Regions from separate parts of the Zea mays genome. Here regions 1 and 3 are each linked to region 2. Evidence: chromatin contacts called from public Hi-C data. All regions are on one chromosome and are shown on one strand. Each heading gives the region's core, a stretch centred on a gene start, on an enhancer-like site or on the middle of the called end of the contact. The rest is flanking DNA. Distances are from core to core; before and after follow the strand shown. Region 1 holds the start of LOC100276119. Region 2 has its middle 110 kb from the start of LOC103628424. Region 3 holds the start of LOC100191419.

Region 1 (4,134 bases), core at 1,234-3,733, 250 kb before region 2:
TTTGGCAACGTGCCTCGGGAAACAACTGCTTCACCATCTTCTCTAGCAAATCAAGTTTGGTACCTCCCCATCCTTTTGAGAAAAATGGTGTTCCTAGTTTGGTGCGATGAAGAAGTGTTCCATATATGTGGTCCAGTACATAATGAACTAACCCAAGATTAACTGATACCATGTCCACTGGTTAGATAAACCTGATTCCCCAAACCTTCTTTTTATACAATTACAAGACCAAGATATGCCTGCAAAATAAAAGTAACAAGAATCAAGGTTTAGCATAGTTTAGGAAATTCAATGCTGCAGGAACACTTAGCGGAAGGACGGTCTGCACTGCAGTATATCACAGTCACACAGTGAAGGCTCATACAGTTGATTTTGACAAGTTTCGACCCAAAACATTTTTGCAGGTTATATTCAGATGAACACATTGGTTAAGTCAATAGGCGTAATTACAGCAGGATGAAGCCGTTAAGCAGAAAATTGTCCAAGTCTGTCAAAAGTTACAGGCAATGGCAATGGCAAGTGGTCTGATTCTCTTGGAGACAAGAGATGAAGCCGGATTTATTTCCATTACCTAAACCCTAAACACGAATTAAGCACTCAACAGATATATAGAGCAGTGAGCTACAAAAGCTGTCTACATTTGGATACAACCAGAAACCATAATAAGAGTAGAGAACTGCTAAGGGCCAAAGCCAAACTAGAGTGGTCGGTTCTGAAATTGGAATGACCAACCAACGTTTTTGTGAAATACAAAGTACCAAATATTCTGAACATTTCTTAAAAGGAAGATGACATGGTTTTGATACATTTGGTGACTCAAATGTCATAGATATAAAAAAAAGGAAAACATTGCTTTATTTGAGACATGCTTTGCTTGTGTTGATCCGTTTCAAGTACACATGACAGTTGTTTCGAAGGAATAATAGAACAGGTGAACTAGTCTAGTGCGCCACTTTCAGGAGACCAGAATTCACTTGACGTCCCGTTTGGATCCTTGGGATTGAATTACATTCTAATAAGGCCCCGTTTGTTTCCTTTCATTTTGAGGAATTGGAATATTACTAATAGAATAGACTATTTTTTTAGAATATGACATTCCACCACTTTCCAAAGTTATCATATCAGCCTATCTCAAATCCATGGGGTGAGAGATGAAAATTGATTCTATAGATTTGCATGCTATTTTTCCGATGTACAACTTATAATACACTCTTCTACTTGCGCCGCTATAACATAAATATAGTATATAACTATCTCTCTCATATGATTTAGGATAATATGCAAATATATTACATATATAAATATATAAACTTAATTAGTTTTGTCTAAATTATAATCATTAAAATGGAATTCAAATCTAACGAAACAAACGGGACGTAATAGTAATTTAGACACATATCAATTAAGCTAATTCGGTTTTATACAAAATATATTTGTATACTATTATTAGCAAGATGACAGAGATATTTATGTGTTATATTTTTACTATAGATGAGTGACCGAAGAGCGTCCTATAATTTATAGAGTAGAAACAAATTCTACTGATACAGAAAATCATTTCCAATCCTCCACCCATGATACATAAAATCATTTCCCATCTTGCACCCCATGAATTTGAGATAGACATGATACATAAAATCATTTCTCATCCTGCACCCCATGAATTTGAGATAGACTTATATCTGAACTTTGGAAAGTGGTGGAATGCAAAATTTCAGACTAAATAGGTTACTTTATTAAGTACATTCCAATTCCTCTAAAATAAATGGATCCAAACACCCCTAGGGAAATTCAGGATAATGTAGCGTCATTTCATCTCATGCAATTACCACAACCACAACCTAGGCATCACGGACAGCGAAAACAACAAATTTTGCATACAGGAGCGCATCTAATTGAGATAGATCCAGATTCCATAACAAATCCGATTAAACTCACCAACAAACGTCCGGACTCCGGAAGAAAGATGCAATGCAATGCAGGTGCTCAGACATGCTCTCCCCAGCAAACACATAACATCAACACATTGATTTCAAAATTATGAGGAGTCCACAAGGCCGCACCTCGGGATGAACGCGACGGGGAGCAGGCGACGATGAGACGGCAGAAGACCGCGAGGCCACCTCGGCACCCGGCGGAACACGAATACCACTCCGGCACACTCAGTAACGAACCCGAGGGCGAAGGGGGGGGGGGGGGGGGGGGGGGGGGGGGGGATGGCCCTTTTTTCTGCGTGATATAGGGACAACCCGGGCCAAGATCCACGGCGGATGCCGCGACAGAACGCGGGTTGTGGGCAGCGCGACACGAGCAGGACGACCCCGCCAAGAAACCAAGAAGACAGGGTCGCAAGAGACGGCGGGCGCGCCCACTGATGGGAGCTGGATCGCGCTGGCCTGCACCGCTGCACGGTTTGCTCTCTCTGTGTCTGGCACAGGAGCTTCACGGATTCCCTGTGCGCAGCTGAAACCAAGAAGAAGATGTAATAAAAACGGTGGGCGACGACCGCGAGGGTGGGGAGAGACGGCGCCGGTTTCGCTTTCGCTCTCCGATCTGATTCAGTGGCGAATGCTCGAGGCTGGCGTGAGCCACCGTGGGACCAGAGGAGCAGTGAGAATCGGAGAGCGTCGCGGTGCGGACGTGCGCTGTCCGCGAGGTCGTTGTCGGTGGGCCAACAAAGCTAACGACGGGTACGTGGCCGGATAAGGCTGGATCGACTGACCACCTACACCATTGGGTATTGGGCCTTGTTCTTTTACATCAATCCAGTTCTGAATTAGTATAGTTTAAAATTAAATCTATATCATAATTTATGCTTTAAAGTAATCTAAGACTATTTAAATTTATTTCTTCGGTTAAACGCATCATAAATTATAAACAAAGATTTGGAAAAAAATTTAAATTATGTAAGACATATATTCTATCCATAACTCATTAAATATGGAAAAAATCTATAAATATGTTGCACAAGTTTATATTAGAATCCATGGATCAAAAGAATAACTAGCTTAAAGAGATATATGGATTAAATGATAGGTTTAATCTCATCATGAGATTGGGTGTGAGGTATGGATTCACATAATCCACAGACCCAGATTAAATTCATGGTAGGATTCCATCCCTTATAACCAAACAAGGCCTTGGTAAGGTTACACCGAATATATGTGTCTCATCGACTCGCTCGTATTATGGTCGGCTCGGCTTAGATCAATTCGTTTGATTTTTTATGAGCAGTTAACGTTCTAGCTCGGTTGGTTGATAAACTACGTCTACGTATATGTGTTAAATTGGTCTATGCGACTGTGACTATGTGTTAAACTGGTAAACATGTGTGTGAATTATGAATTTATGATAAATTGATGATGATGGGTTGATGAATTATGTTAATTTGGTGTTGTATTTGATGCGTCACAATGCCCGATCTTTACGACGTAGGATCAATCTTCAGATAACTAGCTTCAAAGAAGCCAAGATAACTTGCTGCAAACAGCGATAACTAGTGCAACCTGACAAATAAAACTCGAAGCCAACCACCGTCTTTAACCGACAGCCTGAATCGAGGATTCGCCCAACCACACTCTCAAAGAACCAACCAACACAACCTACAATCAATCGAGGAGACCTCAAAGGGAGTAAGAGCACCACTTAGGAGTGGATGAAGCCGCCGCTTCTGCAATCCCGCGAAGGAATTCACAAGAGCAAAGGGGTAGAGATTACTCTCAATATTTGTTAGCACACAGTTGAACAAAGGGGTTCTGTTTTAGATTATCAAAAGCTGCCCTACATCATAGACATATGGGGGTATTTATACTAGTAACAACCAGCTTTAGCGAGGTATAAACACGAAACAAAAGTATTTTCACGTGCTAATGTGAAGGAGCCTCTTCGAGAGATCTGCAGAGCTGATTTCCGTGTGGTTGTTTGACTTCTGCGCAGCCTTCAGTATTTTGACAATAACTTCTTCTAGGAATCTTCAAATGACGTGGGGCTGGATGCGTTGGAAAGCTGACTTGATAAGCTTTCTCACCATGTATAGCATGCTTAATAAAACTTTGTAGAATGATGCAGTTTAATACGAAAACTTGGTCATCAAACAGACCGTTGACCTTCTGACCAGTCAGCACTAAAGTAGGT
Region 2 (3,935 bases), core at 1,383-3,882:
ATGCTGCTTCCATGGGAGAGGAGCAGGAGGAGTAGTGGGCTAGGCCTTGCCCATTTCCTCGCTATCGACGATATCGATTATCCGCTGCATCTTATTTTATGAACTCTTACCAGCAACTTGAAAAACTCCAATTTATGTAATAATTCAGTACTTTAATTTGAGGTTTCCTGTTTTATTGTATTTCTTCTGTGACTCACCTTCAAGTGAGTATGTGGTATTTGATCCTGGTTAAGTGGCTTTATCAGACTAGATCTGAGGGACTGACGAGTTATTCAGATTTAAGTGTGTTACGGCCCTTGAGGCGTGACTTAGGCACTTAAGTTGGAATAATTCGGGCGGTTCCGCCACAGAGGGCCACTTGGGAATATGAAGATTTCCTAGAAAAGCATTTCCCTAAGTTTCTATCTTCTTGTAACCTTTAAAGTTTGTGTACTTTATCGTAATGTTAGAAAATACCCATACACCCTCCCCTACCTTGTAAGAGAAAATATGAAATAAAGTTGTGCCTAATTTCCTTTTCCATTACTTACCCAGGAGCCTTAAATCTCAGGACGAGATTCTTTTATGGGGGGAGAGGATGTAACACCTCTGGTTTTACGAGAACTAAAACTTTGGCATGACATCATGTGCACTAACATTACATTGTGTATGATACACCTAGAATGTATCCACTAGGCTAAAATTTCAAGACAAAACATGGGATGTGAGGATTGCTTGAGTATATAGTCTAGTAAGGGGATTCTTAACCCTAGGTAGGAGTGAGTCTCTCCAAGGCCTAGAAGCATGTGACCTGGTGTTGTGAACACTAAGGAGTGATCTTACTAAAGAAATAATGACTTAGAGAAGTTAAGCACTTAATGTACCTTAGGATACTCAAAACCCTAATTTTGAAGCCCCAAAACCCTAATTAGTGCCCTATAAGGTGATTTCAAATTCTAAGTACTTTTTGCCAAAAGTGTATATATTAAAGTTTTAGAGCTTTGTGAGTTTAACACTTTTCCCATTTGGGGATTTTCAAGTGTTGTGAAGCAAATTGGAGAAAATGGCACAGGTTCACAAGTGCTCAAGAATTGGAGCCCTAAGCAAAAAGGTGATATTGAGCAATGTTTGAAGCCTTGTAACTTGTAATCCATAAGGGTTTGACAATATGTCACCATAACAAAGTTGTAGGGCTATTATAGTAGTACAAATTTGTGTATGAAACCTAGCCCTAAAACTATATGGAACCTAGTGTAAAACATCTCCAAACTTGTGCTGTCAGACTAGGGCAGTGCTGAAACTGAGAAACCAATGACATTTCTCCAATTTGGGAGCTAATTTGTGACTGATTAATGGAGCTAAGGACTACTATCTTTAAACCAAAGTTGTATCCCTTACATTGAGGAACAATTCTTTAATACTAAGTTGGACCTAGTGCTGTTCAGAAATAGGAGTAAAATGCCCCCAAAGTCGGGCTGTCAGGCGACCTGAATGAGGCATTCAGTATGAACAATTCTGAATTCAATTCAGTGCCGAATACACTTCATCTCGCTGTCGGCGTTGATCGGCGTCATGATTTGCGCAGAATTCCGGATGTGTGCTCAGCGTGCATCTCTTCGCCATGATCTTTGTGAGTTGGGTGAGACCGCCGTCGTGGCGCGCGAACGTCTAAGCCGCCACGCGGTTGCTGGCCCTAATGACCGTGCTAAGTCGCCAGCACCGCTTCACTCCATTTTTCCACGCAACTACTGATCTACTCGCGTCATTAGCCATGGCGGGACGTGTCTGGTCCCTGGAAAATAGTCGAGCCCGACGTCGTCGGTGAAAGCCAGCGAGGCACGGTGAAGCTTATCGCTTGGGCTGTCACCGTGGGTCATTGGTTCTTTAAAATTCACCGCATCTTCACCCCCGTCATCCAAATTGACCATGCACTGATCTCCGCCTCTTAGTTACAGAGCTAGCGCCCCACCATCTATCCCTTCTCGTCCACCATCGCTCGAGGTCATCGAATTTCCCCGGGAACGGTCGTCATCGCCACTGTGGTGAGCTCTGGCGTGGCCAGGACAGTTGAGGTGGGTTTTGTCTCCTCTATGCCTTGTCCCCATCTCCTTGGGGGCCAGGAAAGCTCATTGACCTTTGGGCTTGATATCTACCGCAACCTTTCAACCAGAACGGTCCCTCACCGCTGGAACGTTTCGCCGTGGGTGCACCTCGACGTGGGCAACCATTCCCATCCTTCTTCCAGCCTTCTCCATTGATGTCGTCGACTCCTGGTGAGTTAGTGATGCTCGTCGTGCTTTAAATTTGAATGCTACTACACCTGAGCCTCGGGAACAGGTCCGGTGATCCTCGGCGTTTGCCATTGACATTGGTAGACAGAGCCCGAGGACAAGCTATGGTTTACAACGATGCTAGCGTGCTCGGATAGGTGTGGGGTAGGTGTAGATTCGCTCGGTCGCACCCGTGAAGACCGTTGGCGGGCACAAGGTTGAAGACTCACCGGCGTTGAGCACTGTGGCGTCGTGGACTTGGTTTTGTAAATAGGAAAGGACAGGATTTAAGTGTTTTATCGGACTCGATGCTATAGTGCTAAGAATCCTTTTTTCCAGCAATTCGAAACACCAGGGGTTTTTGTGCAACATCGCCAATGCGGACGCGGGTCTTCCGCGCAGTGCGCGCTTCTATCATCCGTGGGCCGACTCAGGCCGAATTCGGCCCAGCCCTTTTCACCATTTCTTCTTTTCTTTTTTTCCTGTTAGCTTGTGAAATCCATCAAAATAGTATAAAATTGATAAAATCATGGGACCAATTTTATTAGACTCCTAAAATCAAGTAATAATTAATAAAAATAAATCTAAGATTTTTATCTTAAACCCTGAATTATGTAGCATTTAAAGGTAGTTAAGTAAGGCCTTGCAGAATTTTAGAAATTGTTTAGTAATCCCAAAAATCATAAAATATTTTGGGTAGACTTAAAATGTTGGTTATAGACTTTGAGTGAAGTTTGAATTTGTTTGGACACTGTTTGTCTAGAAAATCAGTAAATAGTCCAATGGATTAACCATTTTAATACTAAGTGAATTAGAGGTAGTTTTGTAAATAAAAATTGAACTTTGAAACATTACCTTCATTTGTTAACCTTAGAAGGTTAGTAAGTTAATCGTAAAAGGGTGTCTAACTAGGAAGTCTTAATGGCTGATAAACATCGTGAAGGAAAGTTGAATTAAAGACACAACTTACTATCTTCTTGTTATACATTTACATATCCATGACATAGCATAAGCATTCATATACATGTATTATTGCATGAAGAACACGCAGAAGAATCTATAATAGAAGAAGAGGTTGTTACTCCAACTGAGAATCTTCATGTGGAGAACAACTTTTACTTCGACATCTGTGGTGAGGAAGCAGAAAATTCCTACAACACAAGGCAAGCCCCAGTGCATTTACCTTTCCTTGTATTTTAAAGTTTTACCAACTTTGAATGCTGCATTAGGTGATACGAATTGTGTGATAAACTATTGATGCATTTCATTCCTTGAGAAATTGAATACCATTCCTTGTTACCTGGTTTATTCAAACAAGTTTAATGATGCTTAGCCTTGCTTTAGAAAACAAAATGTTTTGTTTTAAAAAGTTGATGCTTCACACTAGATCAGAATTTTTACAAAGGAAAGACTTATGATCGTGAATCCATCACGATCGTGATGGATTCACATCTGAAAAGAGTACATGTGTCAGGTACCAAACTTTGGGTTATGAATGGTAATGATGAGATCGGGTCGGTGACTTGCACGAGAAGGAAGTCTCAGTGTAGTGTCTCCATCTGAGTTGTTTAAGGACCAAGTCAATGTAGGCTTGTTGATCGAGGACCTTTTAACTGGCCACATGCCTCGTCATGGGTAAGCTTTGCCTCGGTCGGACTAATACCATAAAGGCTACCACACAATGGA
Region 3 (3,827 bases), core at 914-3,413, 130 kb before region 2:
GGCGTGTTGCAATCACATGCGGAAAGGCGAGCTGCATGTTCCCGTTGTACGCACGCTGGAAAGAGATTGCAGAATATGAAACGCCTTGCTTGAGAATTCAGGTCACCTAGTGTCAACATTCACCAGGAAATTGTGCTTGTGTAGGTTGTAGCTAATCCAGATTCAGCATACTCAAACACCAAGCTGTGTCCTGATACAAAATCACAGCTCTGAAATAAAAGAAGATTTTTGAAATCAAGTGTTCATCAACAAAAAAATGAAATGAAGTGTTCATCAACAAGAATTCCACTTTATTGCACCCTTGACTCTACACGAGCAGCAGAGGTTGCTTCCTCCTACGAGGAGCAAGATCAGTTGATTGGTCAATAACTTCACATATGAACAATTACTTGAACATAACATAAGGGTATAGTAGAGCAGTGGCCTGAAAACACTATGACAACCTCTCAGCCTCTAGCATCTGGCCCTCTGAATGAAATAATGAATCGTATGCAAAGCGTTTAACTGAATGTGATATGTTGCTGGGACATCACAAGAACATACTTTTTAAAAAATATATGGGGCAGACAATTGCTGATTACTATTACTAATTGGAATGTAACACGCTTGAGACAGCAATACATTACAGAGCTACCTAAATGGGAATACCACAATACCGACCGAAACCACCATGAATAACTGAATTAAGCTTACACGACATAGCCAACACGGGAAACCATTTTGATGAAATTCTTGCGGCTGCCTGGATGCTGTGTGCATCACAGTATTGAACCTCACGGGACGCAGCAGCAGACAAGAATGGCAAGTTTCAATGATAACGCAGCAAAGACAGCATGTTGAATTCTTGCAGATTGCAACCATTTCGCTCCCCCAATGCCCGCCTCAGATCTTGTCGAGCTTCTCCGCCCTCACCACAGGATTGGCCTTGGCAATCGCGTCCCTTGCTGCAGTCCGATAGTCGAACTGACAGTCATGTTTGTCGGAGTAGCGGTGCACCGAACAGTACATGTTCCCGCATCGGCAGCTAAATCCCGTCAGCCCAACACGCTTCCTGCAGGCCGCGCACCGGTCTGGGCCTTCCTTGGCCTTGGGGATTACAGCAGCAGCCTCGCTGGTTTCAGCTACAAGCATGGGCTGCACAACAATAGTCTTCTGCTCAACTTGAGGAACTGCCACATTTACAGATGCAGCAATTACAGGTCCTTTCCCGCCGTCACCGCCATTGACAATGCTATCGATGGAGGAGGCAGCCAGCTGGGCCTGCTCCTGCTTCGTTATCATCTCCTTGTGGCACTTGGAGCACATGTTCATCGTCGCAGCACTGCCGAAGAAGCCGCAGTTATTGATGCATAGGATTGGGCCCTCCGGCTGCTGGCAGCCCGCCTCCTTGTGTTCCATCACTGACTATAAGCTGCACATTAAACATTCAATGCCGTCTTAGCAAGAATGGATCGTGGTAGACGGAACAAGACCCTAATTTTTAGGAAGAGAAGTCACTGTCGCAAAATATGTTGCGCAAATACAGCTCAACCCATCCTTTTAAACGAATCAGGGTAATATAATCAAATCCGAATCTCTACAAAACAAGGGAAAAAAGATTCTCAGGGATGTAAATCGAGAACAACGTGCATCAAATCTGCTATACACTTTTTGAGAAATCAGGCAAATCAGGGATGTTAATTTAACGAATCCACCGTTCTCAACCAGATGCACACGATTTCCACCATGATAGAGCATTTAAATCACTAGCTACTAACAGTGCTATAAACTTTTTGAGAAATCAGGCAAAATGGAACGACAAATCTAATGATTTTAAACAAGACAAAGTGATAAACAACCATTGTACAGTTTTTAAAACTTTAAAAATAAGAAAGAGAAGAAACGCGTTTTCTTTTCCCCACACAGAAGAACCGAGAGAAACCACCAACCGAAGTGCGAAGGCCAAATCAACCCACGAACATGCGAGTCCCCGAAATCCCCGTATCCAACGAATCAACACCACCGCAACCTCTTGCCCCCACCCCGTCAATAAAACCGCACCAATCGATCCCGGGACGCCGAATCGGGCCCCAACAGGCATAGATCAAGCCTTCTCTAACAAATCCAACATGAAAAAACAAGAATGAGATGGGGAGCAGAGGAAACCCTAACCCTGAGCGAGGCGGAAGCGGAGGAGGCGTGCGTGGATTGGAATCGCGAGGAGGAGCTTGGAAATGGGGACGTCGTCGGGCCACGGATGGTGGGGGAGCCCGATAAAAAAGGTAGAGCCTACGGGAAGTTACTAGCCTGCCCCTAGTGTTTCGAATTATTTGCGGTTGGTGGCGTGGAATGGTCTTGGAGAGGTGGGGTGGGCGCCGTCCGATCGCGGCAGGGAGGACTGATGGACGCATGGAATGAATGCGGCTGTGGTTTTTCAGTGAGATCCCTGCTGGTTGCTTGTTTACCGGAAAATATCCGTAGTTTTTTTCTTTCTTTCTTGATGGGGAAGAAGAAGCATGATGTCCTTTTCCTTTCTATTAGATGGTGTGAAACCGGTTGCTTATCTGTAACACTGTTATATAATACATCAACTACTCGATTACCCGTGCGTTGTGATAGCTCACAACAATATCCACATAAATTATCTACCAAAAAATTAGCTTTTTTATTAATTGTCTCCGCTCTTCGCATAATATTTTTTATAAATGCACGGGTATCATAGGCAGCAAATCAGAGACCCTCATCCCTCGTCTCCCCCACTTTCAATGTTTCGTAGAGCAGTAGGGAAAGGGAAGAGGCGGACATACATGTTCATTGCCGGAGAAGAACACAACGAAGACCTAGGCATTTGAAGCCTGCACGGAGCAGCTCCAAACCGAGAGGCACCCGCACCAGATGTCAATCCGAGAAGGGCGGGAGAATGCGAGTGTCTTCCCAGCCCTGAACCTGCCGAAGCGACATAACACCACCACCAACTCCGTAGCATATGTCGACTGCTGCCGCGCTACGGGCCTTGTTTGTCCAATATCTCAAATATGGACTCCTCATCGCCATGATAACCTAAACGTGGCAGGAGCCACCATGTCCTCCTCGAAGGCACGCACGGAGAAAGGCTAGGAGCATGACCAACTCGCCTCATACCCGCGTCGACGAGCGTCGGTCGGTTCGCGGCTGTGACCGTGGGCGGGGGCAGCAGGTTGGGGAGGAAGAACAGGGCGAAGGCCGAGAAGACGAACGATACGTCTGACGACGGCGAAAACGATGGTGCACGCATGATGTGAAACGTCCTCGTGGACGTGCAATTGCCACTGCGCGAGTCGGTATCAGGGCTGATGTCGGGCGAATACGGGGAGTAGGCGCATGCTCCTACGCCCCCTATCGAGAATAGGGTGGCGCGGAGGTGGAGGCATGAGGGGAGAGAAAAGAAGTAGAATGGCGAACAAGGTAGTGGCAACTGCGGCGAGGACCATCATTATCATGTGGAGGTATAGATGGCCAAATGAGTTGTGTCTAGCGAACCGGCCCGAGACACGACCTATTTAATAGTGACTAGGCCAACCCGGCACGAGCGTCGTGTGGTGCTTGGGCCGTAGCCTTGGCATGTAGTGCTGGCCCGGCCCGACACGATTATTTTTTATTTTACAAAAATTATATATACATATGTACAATTTATATTCAATATTATAAACACCTGAGCATGACGTTCTACTGGTTAGACAGCTTCGCCCACCTCCTGTACCATTTTTTAACATTTTACGCTGAGTTCATTTGAAAGAAATGTAGGGACTTTTTTGTAAAAGGATGACGCGGGACGACCGTTGAAACTGGTGCTTTAAGTATAGTAGAGA

The links. A called contact is a pair of places that touch in the nucleus more often than the background predicts.
Region 1: a contact with region 2 is called in a Hi-C map of tassel, with 4 times the contacts expected there. The contact joins the promoter of LOC100276119 here to the enhancer-like site in region 2. A contact is called at or near these places in 5 of 25 Hi-C or Micro-C datasets (ear, leaf and tassel).
Region 3: a contact with region 2 is called in a Hi-C map of ear, with 2.8 times the contacts expected there. The contact joins the promoter of LOC100191419 here to the enhancer-like site in region 2. A contact is called at or near these places in 6 of 25 Hi-C or Micro-C datasets (ear, leaf and tassel).

What each region holds. Positions count from the first base shown.
Region 1 is chr5:125,288,134-125,292,267 of Zm-B73-REFERENCE-NAM-5.0, reverse strand. It overlaps LOC100276119, which reads right to left and starts at 2,483. Exons shown (of 6, transcript NM_001371532.1): 1 at 2,064-2,483; 2 at 1-239. The coding sequence starts at 172.
Region 2 is chr5:125,037,483-125,041,417 of Zm-B73-REFERENCE-NAM-5.0, reverse strand. No RefSeq gene overlaps it. Among protein-coding and RNA genes, the nearest start is that of LOC103628424, 110 kb to the left of the region's middle. Within about 2 kb of position 2,632, at least 13 of the 20 cell types and tissues checked have an H3K27ac peak or open chromatin away from gene starts, as enhancers often do. A contact at or near this core is called in ear, leaf and tassel, where this site is marked.
Region 3 is chr5:125,167,998-125,171,824 of Zm-B73-REFERENCE-NAM-5.0, reverse strand. It overlaps LOC100191419, which reads right to left and starts at 2,163. Exons shown (of 1, transcript NM_001136853.1): 1 at 1-2,163. The coding sequence starts at 1,398. The coding sequence ends at 883.